Linked DNA regions of Hordeum vulgare: region 1 is linked to region 2. The links are chromatin contacts, called in public Hi-C maps. All regions are on one chromosome and are shown on one strand. Each heading gives the region's core, a stretch centred on a gene start, on an enhancer-like site or on the middle of the called end of the contact. The rest is flanking DNA. Distances are from core to core; before and after follow the strand shown. Region 1 has its middle 35 kb from the start of TRNAM-CAU. Region 2 holds the start of LOC123399518.

What was found. Hi-C and Micro-C count contacts between places; a contact is called where the count stands out from the background.
Region 1: a Hi-C map of seedling shows a contact between it and region 2, with 3 times the contacts expected there. The contact joins the enhancer-like site here to the promoter of LOC123399518 in region 2. A contact is called at or near these places in 2 of 6 Hi-C or Micro-C datasets (leaf and seedling).

What each region holds. Positions count from the first base shown.
Region 1 is chr5H:481,703,836-481,706,535 of MorexV3_pseudomolecules_assembly, reverse strand. No RefSeq gene overlaps it. Among protein-coding and RNA genes, the nearest start is that of TRNAM-CAU, 35 kb to the left of the region's middle. Within about 2 kb of position 1,310, at least 3 of the 3 cell types and tissues checked have open chromatin away from gene starts, as enhancers often do. A contact at or near this core is called in leaf and seedling, where this site is marked.
Region 2 is chr5H:481,590,978-481,593,677 of MorexV3_pseudomolecules_assembly, reverse strand. LOC123399518 reads left to right here and starts at 1,354. Exons shown (of 3, transcript XM_045093921.1): 1 at 1,354-1,764; 2 at 1,888-2,161; 3 at 2,320-2,700. The coding sequence starts at 1,642. The coding sequence ends at 2,615.

The DNA.
Region 1 (2,700 bases), core at 61-2,560, 110 kb before region 2:
TTTAGGTTTTTTCAGGATTGGTTTTCTTTGGTTTATCTTTTTTCCTTTGTTCCCTTTTCTTTTTTTTCGTTTCAATTTTTTAGGTTTTCTTTTTTCCATCTTCTTTCTCATTCGATGGTTTTGTTTTAAATTCATGAATTTTCTTCTTCAATGTCGATGATTTTTCAAATTTGTTGTACGTTTTTTCAAATTCAATGAACATTTTTAAAAATTTGATGATGTTTTTTCAAACTTGATGAACTATTTTCAAATTGGATGAATGTTTTCCAAAAATAAATTATTATTTTTCAATTTCGTTGAATAGTTTTCAGGTTAGATGAATTTTTTTCAAATTTGATGATTTTATTTTCAAAATTGATGAACGCTTTTTCAAATTTGATGAACTATTTTCAGATTCGATGATTTTTTTAAAAAAATTGATGAACTTTTTTATCATTTGGTGTACTTTTTTCGAATTCAGTTAACGTTTTTCAAGTTCAATGAACTTTTTTCAAATCTGATGAACTTTTTAAAAATTCAATGAACTATTTTCAGATTCGATGATTTATTTAAAAAAATGATGAACTTTTTTCTAATTTGATGATCTTTTTTTATAATTTGGTGAACTTCTTTTCAAGTTTGATGATTTCTTATCAAATTCAATGAACTTTTTGCAAGTTTGGTGAAGCATTTTTTAAAATTCGATGAACTTTTTCCAAATGTGAGGAACGTTTTGAAAAATTGATGAACTTATTTTTAACTTTGATGAACTTTTTTCAAATTATATGAACTTTAAAAAAATTCAAATCTGTGCTTATTTCGAAATTTCATGAACTTTTTAAACTTCTTGTTTTTTTTAACTGATGATTTTTTTGAATACATGAACTTCTTTTGATTTCGTGAACTTTTTTTAATACTTGATTTTTTTGTACATGCTTGTAACTCTTTTTTTTTTAATCTGAGAATTTTCAACTGTCGTTCACATTTTTCCAAAAACGGTCACGTTTTCCGAAACTGAATACAAGAAATTCGAAAATCTAAGCTATAGAGTAAATCGTACATTATTTTGTGCAAAAGATAGGGCGGCTACCATTGTTCTATGATACCCGCGATGAATTCAGTCACTAGTGCTAAATAGGTGTGGTGGTTAACCTAACACATTCACTAGTGTAAGGCTGCATATTCGATTCCAGTAAAATGGCTATTCTTTGGTTATTTTTTTGCTACAGAATAGAATTTGCGTCTGTGTCACATTCGTGGGCCAGCCCACGAAGCGTCAGTTCCCATTCGCGGCGCTGAAGGCGCTGCATAGGAAAACCCTTTGACGCGCTGTATGGCAAATTGTCACAGCACGGCACCACGCACAGGAGGCAGCCTGACTGGGCGGGCCCATCATGTTCCCCCACGGTACGAAAAAGATAGGAAAGGAAAAGGAGACTCGCGTGATCCTAGAATTCGAGTCGGCTACCAACTCCTTGCTATTGCGCGCTCCTAGCTACTCTAGTTAACTAGTATTGTTGATAGTAAACCAGCACATCACCTAAAGAACAAACCATAGACCAGCTAAAATGGTCTAGTGTAGCAAACCAGAATAATCCAGTGTAGCAAACTGGAAGAAGTATTGTAGCGAAACCAGAACCAGCTATTGTAGTGAACCTGAATTACTTATTGGGTTGAAAGTTTTTCTAATGTATATTTTACAAATGGGCCAATATTTCGTAGGCAGGAATATTTCTTGAATATGTGAACAAAAAAAATTAAATCGTAATATTTGAACAAAATTGTTTTGGAAAAACATAAATCACTTTTAGAATTTATGAACAAATTATGAAATTCTGAAAAAGCTGAAACCGCTGATATTTTTCATTTTTTTATGAAATATTTGCAAAGTGGGATTATTCATCATATTCAGAACAAAAATTGAAACCGTGAACATTTTTAAAATTTGTGAACAAAAAGGAATAGTTCATGGAATTCCAAACAGAAAACTAAAAACAAAAAAAATATCATTTTTTTGGACATTTCTTGAAACGTGAGCGATTTCAATTTATGAACTTAATTAGAAATTTGCAAAAAATGGAAGTTTCCCCGAAATTACAAATATTCAGAACTAAAAGTTGAAGCCGCAAGCATTCTTTGAAATTATCGACCATTTTTTGAAATCAGAACAGTTTTTTAATTTCCGACCAAAAATTTGAACCGTAAATATTTCTGAATTGTTTTTCAATTTGTGAAAGAATTTTAGAAAACAAACATATTTTGGAATTCCCAAAAAATTTTGACCTTCTGGAAAAACTTTAAAGACATGAATAAATTTTCGTACATTTCTTGAATATGTGAACAATTTTCTAAAAGCGTGACATTTAATTTTGAAAAGCCAAACAAAATTAGAAATTTTTGAAAATAAAAGAAAAATAATATCCACCAGGAAAAGTAAAAACTAAAAAATAAATAAAATAAGAAATGAAAAAGGAAACCGAAAAAAAAACATATAAACTTAAAATAAAACCATGACAAAACGGAAAATCCAAAAATGTCGTTCGGGAATATTCTAGAAGATTCCCAAAACAGGAGTTTGAACCTTCTGAAAAATAGGATCTGTGCACACGCTAAACAGCTAACATGACCCGGCCCACAGTTATCTCTTCCTTAGGGCATGAGCGTCCATTAAGGAATTCGATATAGGGGCGCCCCATGGCGAATGGAATCACCTATTTGATA
Region 2 (2,700 bases), core at 105-2,604:
GGGGTACTGGACTAAGGAAACGCGAGGGAGCCTGGCGTTTCTGGTTCGGTCTGCAACGCCAACAGGTCTGGCGTTTATGCGCTGGGTGCAACGCTGGCAAGGACCCCAGCACTGCGGTACTGGACTAAGGAAACGCTAGGGAGCCTGGCGTTTCTGCTTTGGTCTGCAACGCCAGCAGCTTTGGCGTTTCCGCTAAGGGCTGCAACGTCCAGTAGACTGGCGTTGCATATAAGGCCTGCAACGTCTAGTAGACTGGCGTTTGGCATAAGGCCTGCAACGCCACGGCCTATGGCGTTTCCAAAAGGGTCAAAACGTGAAATACTTTCGAACCGAGTTCGTTACGTGATGAACTTGCGCCTTAAGGATCAGTGGCGGAGCCAACTATATGGCAAGCCTTGGCGTCCGCCACACCTAATTCTTCCGGAAGTACTTGGTACATATACTTTTCTTAAACAAAGTATAGACGCAAATGTTTATATGCACGTGCATGCACTCATCTCCATATATAAATGCACACACGCAAATCTTATCTCTATGAGCACAGATTGAACTGGCATATCATCTTGGAATTTACGGAGTCACTGTAGATGTGTTGTCATCGACGAAAACGTCTTCGTCCACTAAATGCGCATCGCCGGAATTATAGAAATAAATTCAAAAATAATACGAGCATTAGGATTTGAACTCTCACGGGTTGAGGATACAACTCATATACTAATGCGCCTACGTGTTGCATGCTAGTGGAGCTGATGTATTATGTATAGTAGCCTACAAGTACTTCACATTTATACAATATTGCCTGTGTGTTGGGTGTCTTCTTGACGGGCTTGATGTAATGTGCTTGCAACTTACCTATACCGAACTAAAACACAAATGCACAACAATGATCTAACCGGCCGGCTGCGAGTTGCATCGGCTTCCCCGTTTCAAACTTCCGGTGATTTTGAGTGTCAATGCTTCAATTTTGGATTTTGTGGTTGTATTTGCAGAACTCTAATTAATATATATCTGGTACTTTTCTGAGCTGTTGCATAGTTACATCATAGATGATTTTCTCTTTCATAAATCTTGCCACACATATAATGTTTTTCTGCCTTCGCCACTGTTAAGGATCAAAACAGTGAAAAATCCGCATGAACGGTGGAAGGGCGCCGGACTCGGGTCTCGTCGGACACTCTGCACTGCAGCCCGGTCGCGGCATCCGGAACAAACCCCAACAAATTTGCAATCATGCAACGCTATCCGGTACCCGGAGCACCGATGGACCTTTCCCGTGACCAATCACCAACCCACAAAGAGCACGCGAGAGATGGAAAATATCTTGACGCAAACGGCGCGGGAGCCACCGCGCAGCCACTTCGCGCGTACACGTAGGCACAGGAACGGTGGAGAAAAAAAGCAACGGGGACGTTCTTTCTAGAGCCGTCGCGAGCGCGAACCCCCGAACCTTCTCCAAGCCTCCGTCTCCCCTCTTCTTCTTAGTTCTTAACACTCGCCGCCCGGCATCGCCGCCGCAGAATCCCCAGACTACAGACAACCAACCGCTCCCCTCGCCCTGCCCTGCTCTGGATTGATTGATTAGCTCCGGGGACCTGCCCATCGACGGTCGGTCGAGGGATTCGTCGCTCGTGAATCGGATCGATGGACGTGGACGCGGCGCCGGCGCTCAAGAGGAAGGGCGCGGACGCGCCGGAGCTTTGGGTGGACGACGACATCGGCCCCGGGTTCCCCGTCGCCTCCCGCGCCACCAAGCTCCGCCGCCTGGTACGTCTCCCCTAGCAACCCAACCCAAGTACACAACCCGACTCGCTCCTTGCTCTCCCCTTCTCGGATTTGCTAATTAAGCGGCGGCTGTGCTTGTGTGTGTTTGGTTGTGGGTGTGCGCAGGACCCGGACGTGATGCCTGTCGTGCCCGGCGCGGTCGTGCTGCCACCGGGGACGCAGCCGCCGGTGGCGGGCTTCGGGGTGGTGGAGGAGGCGCCGATGTGCGGCGACGTGGCGGTGGTGCCGGTGGACGTGGCGCCGCCGGAGGTGGCGGCCAACGAGGAGAGGGCGATCGTCTTGTACCGGCCCGCCGAGGCCGAGCGCAGGCTGCTGCTCGGTCCGCTCCGGCCCGGCGGCCATCTCCGCGTCAGCCCGGAGTGGATCCAAGCGCTCGATGGTACGTGTGCCTCCGCGCTTTCCTCCGTTTCCCCGAGTTTCGTCGTTCATTAATCTGGGATCATCCCGTTCGAACTTCGGGTTCAATCTCATTGCTGTGATGTTCCCTGCTGGTTGGAACGACGAATCTAATCTGCGAATTGGTATGTTATAACGCAGGTATGATGCTGCAAGAGGCGAGAAACCACCGCGCGCTGTTCGAGGGGCTTGCCGGAACCGAGACCTCCAACCTGGCCATGGTCCCGTGGGCGCCGCCCCGCGCCGAGGGGGCGCCCACGGCCGCCGAGATGATGGAGGCCGAGGACGGCCAAGGCGCGTCCATGGAGGTCGAGCAGGACAGGGCCGACCAGCAGCTCCCAATGCCCCAGTGGCCGCAGCAGCCGCACTGCATGGTACAGCAGCAGCCGATCCCGGCGGCGAGCTTCCAGCCGAGCCCGGTGACGTGGTCATGGTGAAGCACGCGTAGTCTTGGCGTAGGAGGGAGCAGAATCCGTAGGTGCAGGTGTTGGTGTGCTTCCATGGTGGTTTTGATCAGCGCGA